Regions from separate parts of the Hordeum vulgare genome. Here region 1 is linked to region 2. Evidence: chromatin contacts called from public Hi-C data. All regions are on one chromosome and are shown on one strand. The core of a region is the stretch at or near the end of the contact, and the rest is flanking DNA. Distances in the headings are between cores, read along the strand shown.

Region 1 (4,705 bases), core at 1,766-4,265, 820 kb before region 2:
AGCTTCCAGCAGTGATGAGATAATAAGATTACACAACGATGGAGCTTACCTCCTCGTTAAATATCCCGCCAACTCCAGATAGTCCTAAAAGAACATGAGGCCTCACTTTCTTGACCTGACAATGAGCTGAATTAGTTCAACTACAGAAGGAGTTGGAAGTCTTTTCTGCTAATAATATTGATTAAGAATGAACAAAGAACATCAAAGTTTAAATACCACTTCAACAAGACTAGCCCCCTCATGGAGATCTTCGACCTCTTCAGGACCGTAACCTCTAGCAAAACGAGCAACGGCTGGATCCAGATCCTTTCTACTTTTGGTAATAAGGCCCTGCATGGTACAGCATAACAGTCGCACATAAATAACCAACCTATTGCAACCAGGACTTAGCATGAAAGTGGAAATTGAATACATATGACACGCAAACTGGTAAAAAGCATGAAACAATGTGTTTGATTGGATAAATTAAACTTACATCTTTGTCCAGAACCCAGAATTGATTGTGTCCTTCGCCGAGTTCTCCAATTTTATGGGTCCCTGGCATCCTTAGCATTGCATGTTTAGCCATGTTAAGCACACCTATCCCAGCACTGGATTCTGAAGAGGTGTTAGAATGGACAAAACAGAATTTTGACGAGCAATAGTTTATATGCAATAGGCTGAGGTAATTGTACAAGCATGTCAAACGTATCACGGACCTTCCAGCTCCCACCACAACTATCTTCTGCTTAGTAAAATCTGCGAGGGGTCGACCTTGTGCTCTAACAGCTCCAAGTAGACCAGCTAGAGCAACTCCTGCTGTCCCCTATCGAATATGAAGGCCCCAAGAAATGATGAATTAAAACTGAAATAAACAAAAGAGTGCTAATAACTTACAGAAAACAAAGTTGGGGAATCAAAGTACCTGCACATCATCATTGAACATGCAAAATCGGCTCCGATACCTCTGAAGAGTTTCAAATGCCCATTTCATTTGGAAGTCTTCAAACTGAAATTTCACCACTTCAGCAATGGAGCATCATTGACTTAGCAACCAAAGTATGACTGCAGCACACACGTACCTGCACAATTGCTTTAGGCCACCGTGCATGAACAGCTTCCATGAACTCATCTACAACAGCCAAGTATTCCTCTCCTTCCAACCTAGGTTGCCTCAATCCTAAATCTAAGAAAATATTCACTTAATAAGCAACACTATGATGCAGGCATTTACTCCAAACAGTAAGAGTTTCTACTTTGTTTCCTTATAAAGAAGAATGAGTAGAACTTCAAGTTAATCTGAGTATGCTGACTATGCTCAACTGTGCTTGTCACAAAACTAGATAAAAAAACATTTTATAATGTTTCAGAAGTTGTGTTTAATGCATCTTACGCACATAGCTTGTCTTCAAGGAGTTTTTCATTATTTGTTCCCACGTCAAGCATTATTGGGAGAACCTGCAAGGAGAATGGACAAATATAAAAAGGGGGGGTGCCATTAACTGATGTTCTTTCTATGTTCCAAAAAAGTAGCAAATCACATACCTTCTGTGGGTTGATACCAGCAGCTGCAACATAAACATCAAGTTTACCAATAGGTATGCCTATGCCCTGAACTCCAAGATCACCTAAACCTAGAATGCGACTCCCATCAGTCACAACTATCATGTCAACCTGAAATAAGCAACGAAGAAAGTTCAGTACAGGTACATAACTCTGGAAACCCACTAATATTATTGTGTAGCAATTCAGATGGATATAGCTACAGACTGGCTTTTAAAAAAGGGTAAACAACTAGAGAACAAATTAGTGTTCCATTGATATTGATAGGACGCCAGCTAAAATTTCCATATTGATATTATACTGCATTCATAAAACCGCTACCTGGAATAACCTGAACCTCCTGTGTCCAACTACATTGGTAGCAAAAAATATATAAATCAAGTTCCCGAAATAGTCAAGTGTACCTTCTCTGCTGGCCAGTTGTAAATCATCGACATCATCTCCCCTTTATCCTTTGCACTGAAGTACATCCCGCGGGGACGCCTGAACAGCCCGCTGTAGTTTTCGCAGACCAAGCCCACAGTAGGGGTGTATATGATGGGCGCAAAATCCTTGATGTTGTCAATTAGCACCTGCAGCAGAAACAGACCATAGCACCACACACACACACACACATCAAACACCTCCTTGCGGTGACTAAAAAGACACGCGCATGCCAACCAATGGGAAGTGTGACAGTGGGAGTTCACCCTGTAGTACAACGTCTCGTTCCGGTCGTGCAGCCTGTTAAGGATCCTCCACTTGGCCAGCGAGACCACGGAATCGGGCTCCCCCTGCGTGTTGTGCTCCAGCGAATGGTACGAGTTTACTGCGACACGGAGCGCTCGCGACATTAGCGACCAAAAAGATAGGCGTGATCTCGGGAGGGATACATACGGCCGGTGGGGCTAGCGTGAACAATACAATGACGCGACAGTGCGAGTGAGGGTGTGGGGGCTAGACGACTCACTGAAGCGCTCGTACTGCTGCTCGAAGGACATGACCCGCGGCGGGAGCAGGCCCCGGAGGCCGAGGCGGTCGCGCTCCGTGAGGGGGAACGCCGTGTCCTGCGCGAAACGAAAATCGAAGTGAAATCGGAAACCGCCAAGGCGCGCGCGGATGGCGGGATCGAGGGAGGGGCGGCGAGGCGGGGCGGGGCGGGGGCGGGTACCTTGTTGTACCAGGGGTCGTGGAGGATGTCGGTGCCGCGCTTGTGCACGATGCAGGGGCCGCGCACGGCGGCGCCGGCGCCCGCCGAGGGGGCGGACGTGGACAGGAGCCGCCGGATCTGCGCCGACCGCCGGGCCGCCGCATGGCGCCACATCACGTACGCTGGGTCAGCCGCGGCGCCGCTCGCGGTCCGTCGGTCGGTACGGTGATCGGGGCGGGGAGAAGACTGTGTTGGTGGTGCGTGAGGTGAGACCGAGCTTCTCGGAGGCGAAGCGAGAAAGAGAGAGAGAGAGAGGGAGATTTCAAGGGGAGTGGAATGCGTCGTCGCCGCGTGGTGCGGGCACTCGCGGTGAGGACACAGGACAGGAGGGCCCGGGTGCGACGTGCGATGCCGCGCCAGCTGGTCGTGCTGGCTGGCTTTGCTGCTACGGGGGCGGTGAGGGTCGCGCGCGGAGCAGCGGACGCGGGGCGGGACGCGGCTCTACTAGTGAAGGCGCTGTCGCGACTTTCGGGCAACGAGAAGAGGAATTTGCTGAGCACACGCGGTGGCGGTGCGGATCTCTCTCCTTTGCGCCTGCCTCATGTCAACTTTATTTTTCTCTGCGGGGGCGGGGATGCTTGATGTCAACCGGGGTGGTGCGAATGTGCATGTCGAGCGCCGCAGCTTTGCTATAGTTGCGACGGATTTAGGCCAGCGAACCCACGGACGCTTTGCACGCGCACGCTATTCTGCTTTGCATGCACGCGCACACGCAAATGTGCGACGTGTTACGCCGATGTTTGTATAATTGTACTGTAGTATTTGGGTAAGAAGAAACAACCAAAGACGTGTTTGCGCCAGACTACTAGGGCGAGGAGAATGGGTGGTCGGAGCGGCTGCGTGCCGGGCTGACACGAATCAGATGCGTTTGCGAGAAACTGTTCGGAACCGTTCGCGCGCCGATTCGGAAAGGCCCCGCCGACCCGACCCCAAATCTGCGCTAGTAGCGCCTAGAACTGCGCTTTCAGCCCTTCTTTCTTTTTTTTGTCCTCGGACTCTCAGTGTTGCTAAATTTCGTGTTTTGATTGTTTTTGCCGAAGTAAATTAAAATCAGGCTTTACTCCTAAATCCTCATCAGGAACATAATTCTCATCTTCATCATATTTGTCAAATTCCTCGTCGGGCAACTTGGTCTTACGAATGTAACTGTGCAACGACATACAAGCAATAATAATCTTTTTTGCCTACGAGAGTTGAAATTGGGTACCCTTCAAGATGCCCCATTTAGCTTCGAGCACTCCAAATGATCGTTCAACAACATTTCTAAGTGAAGAATGCGCATGATTATACACCTCATATTTTTTCACCGGTTTTCTTTCATTATGAAATTCTGGGACATGGTGTATTTGACCTTTATAAGGAGCAAGATATCCTCCATGGTTTGGATTTCCGGAATCGACGAAGTAATATTTTCCTATAAAAAGAGAACCAACATTGTTCTGCATGGTTGTTGAGAAGCAAGTAAAGGCAGGTATGTAATGCTCAACAATAAATATTAGTACCTCATAGGAGTGTAGGAAACCTATGTGCATACCTGACCAAGCTATCATTTAAGATTCTTGTGGCATGTGCTGAACCGGGCCAACCAGCAATAACAAAAGAAACTAAGATTGCAATCTGGATATTGCGAATATAAAAGGAAATATTTATTGATGAAAGTGGGGTTCTGTGACGCCTTTGTCTGGTCGTGGAACACAAACAAAGAACGCGAAGTTGTAGCTATGGCAAACTTGTAATCTAAACAAAAACCCCGTCTAAACGACGCCCTAAGGGCTATATATATGGGGGAATAGAGGAGGAACTTCGTGACCCCTTGTAGGAGGGGTCCAAAACCGACCCTAACTCCGTTTTTTCACACATGCGGACTCTAAAAATAGCCTATAATATGGTATTTAAAAATTACATGGGCCTGGCCCAAAAATAACTTGGCGCAACACCTATAATAGCCTATGGATAAATTTTATAAAGTGACGT
Region 2 (5,169 bases), core at 2,306-4,805:
GAGCAACTTCCAACCAAAGGTCTTGTGGCTTCCCGACGCAACCATGCCAAGGGCATAATTTTCTATAATGACTAGTATAGTCACATGGTTTACTTGTAAAAAGACCCTTAGTGGTAACTGGAGCAATTGAGGAGAAGGTGTAATCATTGTTGTTGTGACTAGTGAAGTCACACAACTTGGTGTACTCAGTGGAACTCATAGCAGCGGCAACAAGCAAGAACAAAGCAACTAATTTTTTTGTGGTTTTTGGTATAGGACTCTAAAGCAAAAAATAAAAAGCAAACTAACAAGACTGAAAAGCAAAGGTAAAAGATAGTTTGCAACTCCCCTATCTTGAAGAGTGGAGTCCCCAGCAACGGCGCCTGAAATTCGCTTGATGACGAGATGACGTATATACTTCTCGCCCCTCGTTGGATACCCTAAGTGGAAGGTGGAGATGTAGTCAGCAACAAATTTCCCTTACACGGAGACTATAAGGTTTATCGAACCAGGAGGACTCCTAGGCTCAACAAGTAGGTGTCTTCCACTCTGGCGCTAGCAGAAGACGAGGACCTGCACACACAACAAATAACTTTGCTCCCAATGAGTGCAGAGAGGTTGTCAATCTCTCCGGCCTTGTAGTTTGCAAAGAATCAAAACACAAGCGGGAAGGTAATAGTGATTGCAACGAAAAAGTAAATGAAAGCGGTAAATGATGGAGGTGTAAACAATGATGGTGATATGAACCGAAGTCACATGATGTTCACTAGTGATGTCTCTCTCCCAAAAGACGATAAACAACTATGCTAGGATAAACAAATCAAAGTGGAGCAATTGATAGAATTATGATCGCACCGCAATGCTAATTATGCTCCTTGATAGTTAGAGGTTCAATAGTAATGGGCAGTACGCCAAGACAAGTAGATCGTTTATTCGTCAACATCTACTTACTAATCATCCACCTTAAGATATCTATCCAGAACATCTCTCCGGTATTAAGTTGCGAGCCCCACCCAAAGTGTAAACTCAAAGCAACAAACAACTGCATTAACGAACTATGTGCAAGGTAAACAATCCTTGCAACCGTGGTCATAAGCACCGTTGTTTTCTCCCTGGTGGAAACAAGCACATCCCCTAGTCTCATGTTTCTGTCACTCAAGATCGACATCGAGGGGCCCGAACCCACAATCATGCATAACGCTCCCTCTTGGAGTTACGATCTACTACTTGGCCAAAGCAATAAAAAGCAACGGAGAACATGCAAGAATCACTAAGGAACATAATATAAAAGGATAATCAAATATATAACTCATAACAGTCTGAACATAATCTCATAATCCATCGGATCCCAACAAACCGAGCATAGCAAAAGCAAGAGAATTACGATAAATGCCTTGATCATGTAGGGCAGCTCAGAAGGACTAACCATTGAAGCACAAGATTGGAGAGAAGACATCACATAACTACTGGTCATGGACTCATAGTCTAAGGAGGACTACTCACGGCATGTTCGGGAAGCGTCCATGGCGGTGGAGAAGCTCCCGGAGGTCAATCCTCCCTCCGGCAGGGTGTCCGGAAGAGGTCTCCTGACGCTCCCGATCTTGGAAGCATTCCGACGGCGGAACGATGGAGAAATTCACGATCCTAGAAAGTCTGCGAGGATTTCCTCACGGATCTCTAAATATATGCCAAAGGAGGGCACCGGAGGAGGTGGGACCCACCCAGACGACCTCCTGGCACGGCCTAGGGCCTGGCCGCGCCAGCAGGCCGCCTGGGAGGCCCCTGGCCCCCCTCCGGCCCTCCTTCGGTGATCCCGAAGCTTCTGTTTTGCTAATTTTTTATATGTTTTTTCTGGATTTTTCCGGGCTTCGAAAAATTGGGTAAAAGACCTTGCAAAATGGACATCAACAGACAGAAACTGGCACTGGGTGCACTGAGTTAGTAGGTTAGTCCAAATATGTGTAAAATAATATAAAAGTGTAGCAAAACACATAACATTGTCACCCAAAAGATCATGGAACAAGCAGAAATTATAGATACGTTTGGGACGTATCAGTGACCGAGTTACTCCAGGCATACCGAGTGACGGTTGCTGAACCGAGTGAGGTCGAGGCTGCACCGGTGACCTTAAGGACATTGGTGTCCGTAAGGGGTCCTAGGTAGGCCTAGGGAAGCAGGTCCGTAGGCCTACCCCTAATATACAACCCTATCATGATGTAGTCGAATGCTTTGGCTAAGTCGAGCTTGAACACCAAGAAGAACGCGACACACTTTTGACAGCACTGCACCAGCTCCACCGCGTAGACGAAGTTCTCGGAGATGCTTCGCCCAGACAAGAAGCCGGACCGGTCCTCGTTGATGGGACCCACAATTTGCTGCTGAAGCCGAGTGGTAAGAGCATCTCCAGCTGTTAGGCGCCCTCAGGGGCCGAAATAGCGCCGTTTGGGACCCAACCGGCGCAAGAAACGACCTGGGCGGGTTCGGGGTTCCAGCCACGCCTCCATCCCAGCCGGCCACTTGGGAGAGAGACAGAGAGAGAAAAGATTCCTTTTTTGCATGCACATGGTGGGTCTAGCAAAAAAGGGAGGAGAAAGAGAGGAGAGAGGTTGACAAATAGGTTTTGTGCATGCAAAAATAGCGTCGGTCGCCTCAAGCCCCAGGGAACTGGGTTCAGTCTGGACCGTCAGGACCAGTCACCGTGGGGACGCGACTGGACGATTTTTTAACGCCGATGATTAGAAAAACGCTTGGAAGAGGCGTGCCTGGAGATGCTGTAAGACCCGTAGAGGATCTTCACATCACCGTTCTGTGAAGTAGTATGATTTTAAACATTTAGTGCACGTGTTGGCCAAAATCATGCCCTCGTGTCACTTTCGCTTGACTCACACGTCACGCGATGTACTCCTACCATGGCAGAGAGATCTTCACAGGAACTTCCCTGACCGAGGAAGTCAGGGCGAGGTCATCAAACGCATCACGCAAAAAGCAGATATCTGGCAGAGAAAGAAGCAAGGAAAAAACAGCTCACCACCGGCAGGCAAATCTTTCTATCTGTCCTGGAAAGGTAGACGGGAGGGAGAGACGGCAGAAGGGTGACGTCGCAGAGAGGGACAGCTGAGGCGGTCACCGCAGGGGAGGGGAAGGAAGGGAGAGAGCCTTTTGTCGGCCTCCCCGGCCGTCCGCGTGGAAGGAAGAAAGAAAAGCAGCGGCAGCGAGGGAGGCATATTCGTCCCCCACTTGCCCGGGCGATCGGCGTCCGGGAAAAGCCGCGTTCGCCGCACGCTCCACTGTCCTCTGCGGTCTGCCCCGCTGACGACGAGACCATCGGCTGGACTGCTGAAAGGGTCGGTTCCTTTTCCCTCTGCTCCGGTTCCCACGTCCAGAGGACACGTCCCAGCTCTGCTGTCCGGTTACCAGATCGAGTGGGAACGCCGTAGGATCTGATTAAGCCAAACCAAGCCAATGCGTCCAGCATCACTGGAACGTAATTAACGTCGCCTTAACAATCGTTCCGTTCCACGGGAATTGAGCAACAGCGTTACAACAACCACGGCCAGGCTGAGGCAGGCCGACGCGGTATTTAACGCCCAGCAATACGCACGCGCCCGCTCCGCTTCCTTCCTTCTCTTCGCCCCGGTCGAGGAGGGCCGAGAGGGAGACCGAGACCCATGCTCGCCACCACGACACCCCGACCCAGCCTCCGCCGCTCGTCGCCGGCCGTCGCCGCCGAACCAGCTCCCGGCCCCGATCTCCTCCTCCCGAGCCAGCGCCCGTCGGGGCCGCGCCGGTCGCGCCCCGGCTTCCTCCTCCCCCTGCCCCCGGAGATCCATTCGGGTAATACTTCCATCTCTCTCCCTCCCTCCTGGCTTCCCTAGGCCCGATCGATTTCGCGCCCCCCTAGTCGTCGCCGCGGGTAATTGGTACGAACCCGTCGCGGGATTCCGCGCCGGCCTCTCGCCGTTGCTGGGTTAGCCGTCAATTGCCTGCTGACTGCTCGCGCGGCTGGATTAACCGATACGGTTGGCTCTTCCGCCGTCCACGAGTTCGCTCGGGTGCGGTGGTCGGTTGGTGCTGACGGATTGCGCTCCTGGAGTATGGGAACCATGGAATTGTTCGAAATTCATGCTCCTGTCTGTCTGTCTGTCGGTTCGCGTGTCGGTTTGCTGCTCGTGCGATTCGCGAGAAGGACATCGCCTAGTTTCTCTCATTTTTCCTCGCTCCGTTGGAACTCACTTTGTGCGTGGTTATCGGAAAGCATGATCTGTTCATTCAAAGTCAGGTTCTTATGTTTTTTTTCCTGTTTCTCTACGGTAAATTGCGTGGCAAAACTCTGAACCTTGTGTCAATGGTTTCGTCATCTATGGAAAATGGAACCGGGGGCAGGGCCCTGTTGATCCAAGGAAAAAATTGGGCGGCTACCTGGTCAGGGGGAGGGAATGTTAAACAGGTGCATACACGGTGTTGTGGATCATCCGCAGTGAAAATTGCATTTGTGGGCACCTGTGCCAGTTACTGGATCAGTGGGTTAGTGGTGAATGAGATAGATTCGACCTTCTTCAAATACCCCTTCTCTCTGAAGAGATTTTTAGGTTGTATTCCTTCTCTGTTGTCAATGAACTAGAGTTTTATAGTTGCATTTCCTTCCTATTCTGTAGTCACTACATTTCTGAGTAGGCTATAGCAACCGTAACCATGAATTTGGGCTTTCAGCTTTGTTATTTCTTTCCAGCTATTTCAACCGTAAAATGTTACTCAGTGGAGGGTTCTTAAGGTGGTTGTTTAGCTGTGGAAGTAGCACATTTCCCATTTCTCCAGTTAAAAGGGCTGAAATCTCTTGTGGGCTGCTTTCTCTTTTTAATGTGTCTTTGTTTTGCTTATATATATAGGATTCTAAGTATGCATAGTGTACAATACGTACCTTTTCATCTTAATCTCCCAAACGGGTGTGGATTTTGTCTGTTTGGGGTCGGCTAGGCGGATGCCAATGTCCATTTTTGTGCGCCGGCCCATAGGTGCGCCCAATGCGGACGAACGCATTTCACATTTGCATTCGCGGACAGATGGATTTTGAATTATTTTTTTGAAGAACGGACGGCAGAAGTCCAGTTTTCATTAATTAAAACTAAAAAACATTAAATTAAGCATAAAAGTAAAGACAGCCTGCAGCGGGCGGTAGATCCAGTCGGCGTC

What was found. A called contact is a pair of places that touch in the nucleus more often than the background predicts.
Region 1: a contact with region 2 is called in a Hi-C map of leaf, with 4 times the contacts expected there. The contact joins the promoter of LOC123433416 here to the promoter of LOC123433348 in region 2. A contact is called at or near these places in 2 of 6 Hi-C or Micro-C datasets (leaf and seedling).

What each region holds. Positions count from the first base shown.
Region 1 is chr1H:316,151,468-316,156,172 of MorexV3_pseudomolecules_assembly, reverse strand. It overlaps LOC123433416 (NAD-dependent malic enzyme 59 kDa isoform, mitochondrial), which reads right to left and starts at 3,015. Exons shown (of 19, transcript XM_045115454.1): 1 at 2,693-3,015; 2 at 2,492-2,588; 3 at 2,232-2,350; 4 at 1,947-2,114; 5 at 1,525-1,653; 6 at 1,377-1,437; 7 at 1,062-1,165; 8 at 905-988; 9 at 699-805; 10 at 476-590; 11 at 217-330; 12 at 50-115. The coding sequence starts at 2,845.
Region 2 is chr1H:315,329,112-315,334,280 of MorexV3_pseudomolecules_assembly, reverse strand. It overlaps LOC123433348 (F-box/LRR-repeat protein At3g48880), which reads left to right and starts at 3,555. Exons shown (of 3, transcript XM_045115449.1): 1 at 3,555-3,813.